Regions from separate parts of the Mus musculus genome. Here all the other regions are linked to region 1. The links are chromatin contacts, called in public Hi-C maps. All regions are on one chromosome and are shown on one strand. The core of a region is the stretch at or near the end of the contact, and the rest is flanking DNA. Distances in the headings are between cores, read along the strand shown. Region 1 has its middle 65 kb from the start of Gm33277. Region 2 has its middle 19 kb from the start of Pank3. Region 3 overlaps Wwc1 (WW, C2 and coiled-coil domain containing 1).

What was found. Hi-C and Micro-C count contacts between places; a contact is called where the count stands out from the background.
Region 2: a contact with region 1 is called in a Hi-C map of liver, with 3 times the contacts expected there. The contact joins two enhancer-like sites. A contact is called at or near these places in 1 of 484 Hi-C or Micro-C datasets (liver) and 1 of 9 other capture datasets (embryonic stem cells).
Region 3: a contact with region 1 is called in a Hi-C map of liver, with 2.2 times the contacts expected there. The contact joins two enhancer-like sites. A contact is called at or near these places in 1 of 39 promoter capture datasets (liver), 1 of 484 Hi-C or Micro-C datasets (liver) and 1 of 9 other capture datasets (embryonic stem cells).

The regions. Positions count from the first base shown.
Region 1 is chr11:35,005,396-35,008,408 of GRCm38.p6, reverse strand. No RefSeq gene overlaps it. Among named protein-coding and RNA genes, the nearest start is that of Gm33277, 65 kb to the right of the region's middle. Within about 2 kb of position 1,313, at least 16 of the 459 cell types and tissues checked have an H3K27ac peak or open chromatin away from gene starts, as enhancers often do. A contact at or near this core is called in liver, where this site is marked.
Region 2 is chr11:35,749,138-35,752,279 of GRCm38.p6, reverse strand. No RefSeq gene overlaps it. Among named protein-coding and RNA genes, the nearest start is that of Pank3, 19 kb to the left of the region's middle. Within about 2 kb of position 1,544, at least 58 of the 459 cell types and tissues checked have an H3K27ac peak or open chromatin away from gene starts, as enhancers often do. A contact at or near this core is called in liver, where this site is marked.
Region 3 is chr11:35,969,244-35,972,470 of GRCm38.p6, reverse strand. All of the region lies in intron 1 of Wwc1 (WW, C2 and coiled-coil domain containing 1), which reads left to right. Among named protein-coding and RNA genes, the nearest start is that of Wwc1, 9.7 kb to the left of the region's middle. Within about 2 kb of position 1,315, at least 61 of the 459 cell types and tissues checked have an H3K27ac peak or open chromatin away from gene starts, as enhancers often do. A contact at or near this core is called in liver, where this site is marked.

The DNA.
Region 1 (3,013 bases), core at 64-2,563:
GACTGTGGGTCTCCAGGAATGCGTCACACAAGCTTTAGCACATCTGTAAAAGCCTGTTAGACTGTTCTCTCTTAGATCTCTTCAGCCATGCCAAGAGAAACCCAAGTCTACCTACACACAGCTACTCAAGACACAGCCTCATCTGAACTCGCAGCCAGCAGCCGACACTGGCCATGGGAGCCCGCTGCCTTGGGGCCAGTCTCACCCAGCTTCTATAAGGACTGTAGCTACCTAAAGCAGCATGGAATGCAGTCTCATCGAGCTACAGAACCAGAGTGAGTGATCGTGGTCATTTGGGACCACTGCATTTTGTAGTAGTTGTTGTGCAATAACAGACAACCTGAGCATATGCATCTATGGATTGGGAGGGAGAGCCCCAAAATATCTCTTTTATGGGAAACCACTTAAGGCTGGCTTTTTCCTAATAATATAAACACTTTAAAATCTGGCCTATGAAAACCTGCGTTAGTTACCTAATCACCATCTAGAAGAGAAGTTTCCAGAAGATCTGCCACAGATAAATATTTGTACCAACCAAGATTTCACGGCTCTGTAGTATAGTGAGAAATGTTTAAAAAAATTTTTTTTTGTTCATGAATCTAAATTTGCTTAAGCTAATGAGGGCAGCATGTGACATAACTTACCCTCAGAGTCTCAAATATGAGAATTCTATCTGTACTACCTTTCAGTGATTAAAGTTTTGGTCATCCCTGAAAACAGGGGTATCTACCACTCCCTGGTTCTTCTTCAGACATGATACCTCTCTTCTCTCAGTGAGCAGCAGGACTGATGTGCTCGCTAACTGGCTTCACTCCTCGTTCTTGCTCACCCTGTGCTTCTCATAGTGAAGAATTGCCTCTTGTCTTTTGCATCCTGCTTCCTCCTTACAGGAGTACCCAGGGTAAGCCTCAGTGTGGTCAGCACGGACTGCCAAGGAAGTAACACCTTCGGGGAATGAAAGAGCGGGAATAATTCCACCCACCGAAGTCAATAAAAGAAGCCCCCGGGACAAAAGGCGGAAACCCGCTGTTTCCCAATGACCTTGTGCTAAACTTAGCCACTTAACTTCTATTTGAGCAAGGGAAAGTACACAGGCGCAATCTGTAAGCAAGCCGGCCTTTCCCACGGAGCTCTTCTAAAGCTCTCATAGTGTAAATGACCAGATCTCAGATAGTTTAATAACTGCTGCCAGAGCAAAAAAAGGACGGCCCTCTGCAGAATTCCACCTTGTGCAAGGTCGCAGAGAGTCCGTGGGTGAGCAGGGACTGGGGTCCACGGTGCTCCCTGCCAGCTTCTCCTCAGCCAGGGATCAATGCCTGAGCAGAGAGCAGACTGACCCTGATTTGCATTATGAAAGTCACCTGTCTGGCGCTGGCCCTGAGGCAGAGATCAAAGCTGGGAGGGTAGCCAGGAGCAGAGAGGAAATCAAATATTGATGCAATGAGATGCATGGCAACTCTCCTCCACCCACCTTGTCAGTAATAACAGCGAAACCTGGGAAATGACCGGGAACCGTGATCCTTCCACGGGCTCAGATTATGGCTCCCCGTTTGCCCTACCAGATGGGCTGTGTGCAGCTTTGCCCAGAAAAGGAAATGCAGGATGGGAAAGACTGGGAAATGATCAGATGGTATCCCAAGCCCTCCGCCACCTCTTCAAGAAGAAGGGTTGGAGCCTTTTCAGTCCCAAGACTAATGACCCACAGAAGCTTAAAATTAAAGTGGGTAAAAGAACATCGTAGGCTTTGAAAAGAGTTGGGGGCACGTAGAAAGGCTGTTCTTATTATTTTTAAGAGACAAATGATGGTGAACATGTGAGGTGGGGGGTGGGGGGAAGCAACTGTAATGCGCATAAGTTAGTCCAGCCACGACAGATGGAGAGCCATATGAAAAGCTCCGCCCCACTCTCCACCCCACCCTACCCTGACCCCACTCCCCCCAAAAAAACCAACCCTCAAAAAACCCTGAAGCCAGTTCTGTAAGTCCCACCAACATCACACTGGCGTATATTTTCAAAGGAAATGAAGCTGAGCTCCCATGTTTATTACAGTGCTAATCATAATAGCTAAGACCATATATACAAGGAAGAGTATTATTCACCCGTCAACAAGAAGGAAATCCTGCCATTTGCATTAAAGTCGATGGAACTGGATGACCTAGTAAATGAAACAAGCCAGGTACAGAAAGATAAGTGAGTTTCATCTGTGGGAGTATCAAAGCCTTAAAAGCAGAGCAGTAGTTGCTAGGATTTGAGGGAGGGGAGTGGAGGCAGAAAGGGGGAGGTTGGACTTGATCAATGCATGCTCTGTACATGTATAGATATATCTCACTGTCCCTGAATACTATTTATAATTAATATGTTTTAATTTAGAAAAAATTTAGAAGATGTAGAACCTGGGTTCCTTTTCCCTGGCAACTGAAGAAGCCACAAAAGAAAGTAAGTTTTCCTTAGGAATCTGTATGTGGTGGTTTGAATGGGTATAGTCCCTACAGACTCATAGCTTGAATGCTTGGCCCATAGGTGTGGCCTTGTTAGGGGAAGTGTGTCATTGTGGGGGTGGGTTTTGATGTCCCCCATGCTCAAGCTAAGTCTCATGTGACACACAGTCTCCTTCTACTGCCTGTAGATCAAGATGTAGAGCTCTCAGCTCTCTCTCCAGCACCATGTGTGCGTGAACATTACCACGACGATAATAGACTAAACCTCTCAAACTGTAAGCCAGCACCAATTAAATGTTTGCCTTTATAAGAGTGCTGTGGTCATGGTGTCTCTTCACAGCAATAAAATGCAAACTAAGACTAAGTGTCTATTGCTAAAATACTCTGACATTTATCATGCCAGAGCTGAGCTTCTATGAAATTCAGTGAGGAAGCAGAAAAATAGGGTAAGATATTAGAGTTGCATCAGAAACTTCAGGGAACAGGTATTTCTGTCAGGGCACAGGAGGCAAGCAGCAAGGCACTGGTTGTGAGGTTGTCAATCGAAACTCCTGCTGAAGATGATGTCCTAACCC
Region 2 (3,142 bases), core at 295-2,794, 740 kb before region 1:
ACTCAAAGCCATGGACGCTTTCCTAGCCATGAGCAAGCGGTTAGGAGAGAGAACGTAAATTCAGAGATGCATGGAGTATACGTTTGTCACTCTGGTGCCTGGTGGCCTTTTAAGCCTCCGAGTCCTGGTTATTACCAGTTTCTAGAATATCTCTGCATTCATTTATTTGTATTTATTTTATATTATTTTTGAGACAGAGTTTCTCTGTGTACCTTTGGCTGTTCTGGAATTCATTCTGTAGACCAGGCTGGCCTCAAACTCACAGAGATCTGCCTGCCTCTGCTTTCTTCTGCCTCCCGAGTGCTGGAGTTAAAGGCATGTGCCACCACGATCCAGCTTTGCCTGTGCAATCTTACCATAAAGTTCTATTTTGACTCAGGTTGGCTTGGGGAGCCTTCTATTTCTGCCATGCTACATTGCCTTGCTTTAACCCTAGAAGGAGATTGTGAGGAACTTTATATTCGGGAGGGGCTATGGGAGAAACAATGTCGGAACCAAAGGCCATGGTCGCTTACTCACTCTTTCCTACTTCAAGTGTATTTCTGGCAAACTTCATTAGGCCCTAACTTCTGCGATGCATGGGGCACATGGACGTGACAGAAACTGATAGGTTCTTGCCAACCAGCAAGACTTAGCCAGACTCAAATTCAGATTCCTCCTCTGCCAGTTACTTATCAGAGTGAAGTCCTTACAGGCTTCGTTTCCTCAGCTGGGAAGTGAGTATCGTTTTGTAGAGTAGGAGAGAGAATTTAATGGCGCTCATATATGCAAGTACGTGAGCGCATGCGCGAGTGCGTGCGTGCGTGCATCACATGGCACAGGAAAAATCCTTAAGTATTTTACTTTCTTTTTCTTGCTTTCTTATGAATGTGTGTGCATGCGTGTGTACACACTCTTGAATTCACGTGTGTGAACGTGGGCACTCGTGTGGAAGTTAAAGGATGACCTTGCGCCTTGTCGCTCGCCTTCCACCTTATTGAACAGTCTCAGCGCCATTTTCTTCTGCATACATCAGGCTAGCAGGCTCACCAGCTTACGGAGATTGTTCTGGCTCTGCCTCCCATCTCTCACTGGACTGCAGAGGAACGCTTTATGACACCTTGCTTTATGTGGGTTCTGGGGATGCAAATTCATTCTCGAATAGTGAGTGCTACCCACCGAGCCCTTTCTCCAGCCTTGCCTGATTTCAGTAGGAGTTAGGATTTGGACTTGTGTGGTTCTCTTTTGGTGAGCTGTCCTGTGCACTGTAAGATGTTTCAAACATCCCTGGCTTATCTCCAGACAGGCCTATAACTGAGACTGGCCTTGACTCTCCCTCCTGCTTCCAAGTCCTAAGAGCTAGGATTACAGTCATGAGGCCCTGCACCTGGCTTCCTACTGGGATTTTATATCCAAAGCTAGAAGGCATGAGAAGGGAAGTGGAGACCAACGCCAATTTTGCAATGCAGGTATTGCGAAAGGGACAATCTGTACGGCTCCCTCCCTCCTTCATTCTGGAGGCCAAGCCCAGTCACACCCTGTTAATTAGCTCCACTGATTTCAGTTGAGCCACTCTGGCTTAAAAAGCAACAGGCTTAGCCAGATCAGATAGCGCAAAGTTCTTTCCCTGGTTCCTTGGGCCCCAGTTGTAGGTGGAAGGTCACGGCCTGGTAGTGCTTAGCCACAGCACACTCGCTGGAGCTCGAGAGAGAGGGAGAGCGTTCTGGTTACAGAGGCTGCTGAATACTGAAACAACAGGAGTGGGTGGAAACAGGCCTACCGATCTTTTGGGTAGAAGTTGATGTGGTACAGAGCTATAAATCATAGTTCTTGCAATGGCCACTATTTATGCTTTATGCAATTTCGGGAAAATGTCAGTTGTTTATGTCTGGAGTCTAAGGTACACCGTGTGCTCCCTATTCTAATTTGCTGTCTGTGACTGTGATAAAACATTGACCCAAAACAACTTTCTGGGGAAGAAAGGACTTAGATGGCTCATAAGTTCCATCATGGAGGGAAGTCAAGGAAGAAACTCGAGGAAGGGACCTGGGGGCAGGAGTTGAAGCAGAGACCGTGAAGGAACACTGCCTACCAGTTGCTCTCAGTCTCACACTCAGCTAAGCTACCTTTCTAATATAACCTCGGCCCATCTGCCTAGGAATGACCCCACCTGCAGTGGGCTGGGCCCTCCTATATCAATTAGCAACTGAGAACATGCCCCACAGACACGCCAAGGAGACAGTCGGCTGAAGGCAACTCCTCAACTGAATGGCTCTTCCTGGAGCAAATACGAAGCTGGCTTGGTGTTCTTAGCATACACCATCCTTCCATCTCCGCCTCCTGAGTATCTGTGATGTAGGCAAATGCTTCTACCCTGGCTTCAGCTGGTTTGAATGTAGTGCTAGTGAGCAAGTGGAAGCGTCTGTGAGGGGGCATGGGACTGTCCTCCTGGCATGTTCCCTAAACAGGCCTGGGACAGGGCTGGATGGCTCTGTCCCTCTATTTCACCACATTCCCCTTACACAGGTGATGTTTTCTTGCTATTTCTGAAACCCAACTTTCCTCCAGGACCTTTGTATCCTGCCTTTTCTAGAACATTCCCTGTCTTGGTTTTCTTGTCCCCTCATAACACACCATAGGCATGTTTCCTTTCCTCTTGTTTCTAATTGTAAATAAGGGTCACTGTTAAGTTGGTTGGAAACAGAAATAAGACAAGAAAACAGAACAAGACTTGAACTTTTGTCCACACCATATCCACTGGAAACATCCGGGTCCCAGCCACTCTTCTCCTTTGGGGAGAACAAAAAAGATTTAAAATTTCACCAGCATTGGGTTGTCAGACTGTAGAGTAGCACTTAAAAAAAAAAGAGATTTATTTTATATTTTATTTTTAATTGTACACACACACACACACACACACACACACACACACACACACACTCACATTCAAGGCCAGTTATAGATGGCTGTGAACCACCAATGGGCATACTAGGAACTGAATTCAGGTCCTGTGGATGAACAATAAATGCTTTTAACCACTGAGCCATCTTTCTTGTCCTGTACAGTACCATTTACTGCTGTTTTAGACAGTGTCTCCCTATTCACTCTGTAGCCCAGGCTGGCCTCAAACTTAAAATCCTCCTGCTTTAGCCTCTGCAGTGCT
Region 3 (3,227 bases), core at 66-2,565, 960 kb before region 1:
CACCAGGCAGGCAGCAGCTGCTGAATGTCCCCAGTCGGCTGCCTGCTGTTGTCCAGGCAGGGTTTGGTGGCAGTCTCTCCCCCAGCCCCACCCCCACCCCCACCCAACACCTTGGCTTCTCCTGTCCCTGGGCCAGTCATTGGAGTATCCCTGGGATTCACCAATGATTGGCAAAGGACATGGAGGGATAAGATGTCAAGAGCCAGGCGTCAGGTGTCTGCTCGAATGAGATGGTGGAAATAACCTTCCCACCCTGCCTCGATGGTGGCTTTATCAAGCTCCCTGAGCCTTTCTCTGTGTGCTTCAGGAATGGTTTGTAAGTGTGAACCAATGCAGCTTGAGTTCTGAGAGAAAGGGAAACCAAAGGGAAGGGACTTTAGTAAATAGATACAGCAAAAGAAACAGACATAGCTGTCATTGTACATACTCCGTCTCTCTTAGGGGAAAACACGTGCATGGCTGTAGCTCACCATAAATACAACCCATCCCACGGTTCCCTGAACTTCATAAAGATCACTGGAGGACACCAAGTTACATCGGATACTATAGCCACTCACAAGTGACATTGAACTGACTTCTTCTCCTTAACTGTAAAATAGGGAGATGTAAAATACGCCACGCCCACCCAAAAGTTTGTTTGAAAGAGATATTACTAATGTGTATGATCACAGCGCCCTGTCTAATACCAGGCTTTCCAAGTGAAGCCATTACTCACTAGGTAGACTTATTTATCCACCTGTTTTAGCAGAGGAATTAACCCCACTGTTTCCTCCTTCCCAGCTAAAGTCTCTCAATGGCCACAGCTCCCTTGAACCAGGCTGACATGGGTGCTTGCCAACCATCTTGGCAGCACTCACTATATAAATAAATCAATAAACTTTTCCTCCTGGGTCTTATCAGAGGCAAGCCCTTCTTTGGAATTTCTTGAGTGGAGTGACTTTCGGGTGAGCTGGCACCAGGACGGTGCACATGAAGCAGGAGTAATGAGTTTGTGCCTGTCATGGTGGGGCTAAGGAGTATTCTCTTGTAACTGCTTTGTGGGCACGTCACTTCCCTCCATCTCTTTCCCTTTAGCTGCTGGAGAATATGGGGGTTTCGGCAAGCTTGAGGTGCAGAAGGGCCCCTGGCATTTATCAGTCCCACCCAGCCAGGTGTTGGCCATTCATTCCACAGGTATTTATGGAGTGCTCGCGGTGCTGAGGAGGATCAGAGCAAAGTCCCTCGGTAGTGGTTTGGATGCATGGTTGGGGAAGACTAGCCAATAGTTACCCATGTGAGGAAAACAGACACGCCATGCTGGTGGTATGAAGTCTGGATTTGGAAACTGGAGACCTTTGTGCCCGCCGTAGGGTGTTCCTGAGCTTGCTGTGGTGAGCTGGTTTGAGTGCTGGGAAGGCAGGTTGTGAAATACGAAGTCTCCAGTAAATCTCGTGGGATTTACTATAGGTTGGTGAGTGACGTAGCATGTACGGAACTATGCAAATTCACAGAACTAGGCAAATACCGCTAGAGGTGATGGGGCCCTCTGAGTCCAATTCCTTCCTCCCCCTGACTGGATGTCATTTAACAAATATTTATTGGACGACGTGCCTGGATTATGCCAGCCTGCATTCTCCACTGGTGAATCAGCATTGATATCACGACAGAAGTCGTTGCCCTCCTGAGGCTTATCTTCCAGAGCACTCCCTGATCACCAGCCTTCAGGAGGCATCGGAAGGTCTCAGAGCAATGGTCTTCAACCTTCTCAATGCTGCGACCCTTTAATACAGTCCCTCATGTCATGGTGACCCCTAACCATAAAGTTATTTCCTTTACTACTCCATAACTGTAATTTTGCTACTGTTATGAATCGTAATATAAGTATCTGTGGTTTCCAATGGTCTCAGATGACCACTGTGAAAAGGTCATTTGACACCACCCTTCACAGGTTGAGGACCAATGACTCAGGAAGTAGAGATCGAAAGGTGGAGGGAGAGTCTAGAGTCACTCCAAGAGCGTTCCAGTTTAGACTATGGTAAGTGGCAAGACCCCGCCTCCAAAAGAAAAAGAGAATAGAAAAATCCTTAGTTGATCCTGGGGTGCAGCTAGATTGGAGAATCATAGCTATAGTTAAATATCTATCTGCTTTCCAGTCGAGTTGGGATGAGATTATGTGGAGGAAGTCCTGCATGAAGGGCACCCAGTGAGCATCATCTCAAAGCAAGTCATTATACATTCTACTTGGAAGCACTGAGTTGGTTCAGGAAATGGTGGTGCAGGCATCTAGGGGGTGTCAGGCGCTTTGCTTTTTGTGGTCTTTCCTCTTCTATACCTGTCTTGGTATTGTTTTCCCAATGTGTGAAGTATGGAAGGCTCCTTGCCTTCTGTGGATGGGAAAACATCCCACCCACTTTGCATTTAGGATGCTTTTAAGTCAAATGGCCTACGTTGTTTAGTGTTGTCAGCCTTGGGGCTAGGCTCAGCTTCCTTTCCACCTGAAAGACTGGCTGGGGATTCTACCTGCACCCACCAGCCCCTTGAAGAGTGGCCACTGGTGTCTCCACCTCCACTCTCCCCAACCCCCTTCCCCGCATCATAGCTTGTTAACCAGAACTGTTCCTATCTAATGCTTATTAAGACTTGACATTGTGTCAGTCTCTGGGCTGTGTGCTTTGACTGTATCGTCCAGCTTTGCCCAAGAAACAATGCTGAGACAAAAATCTCTCGTCATCTCTAATCCTGATGCCTGGAAATCAGGGAGCAGGGAACTGAAAACTTGCCTGTGGTTGCAAAGCTACTAAGTAGCAAAATTGTTGCTTGAACCAGCTCACTTGTTCTTCCCCATTCTGTAGGTCAGGCCCAGCTAAGCTGTTAAGGAGAGCAATAGTGACTCTGGTCATTTTAGCCCGAGCTCCCTTCCCTTGCTGTGATCCTTTCATGGCTACTTAGTCACTTAGGGCTTTCTGCTTGGTCTGCTCCTGTTTTAGCAGATGTGCCTCTCAGTATGCAGGGTTGGTGTGTTCTTCTGCATCTACTTGGTTTGTCAGCATCCCTCCAGGTAACACATTCCTTGGCTTAAGGTTCTAGCCAAGATAGAGACTTCTGCCTTCTTAGAGACCCCATTCTGCTTAATGGAGCCTAATCAGGTGATTTGGGTCCAATCCTTGTTTGGCAAGAACCAAGTCTCCCTGTGGTTCGGGGCCCTGGATAGCCCCCTGGGCTTAGTCTGGAGCATTTTTTTTCAGCTG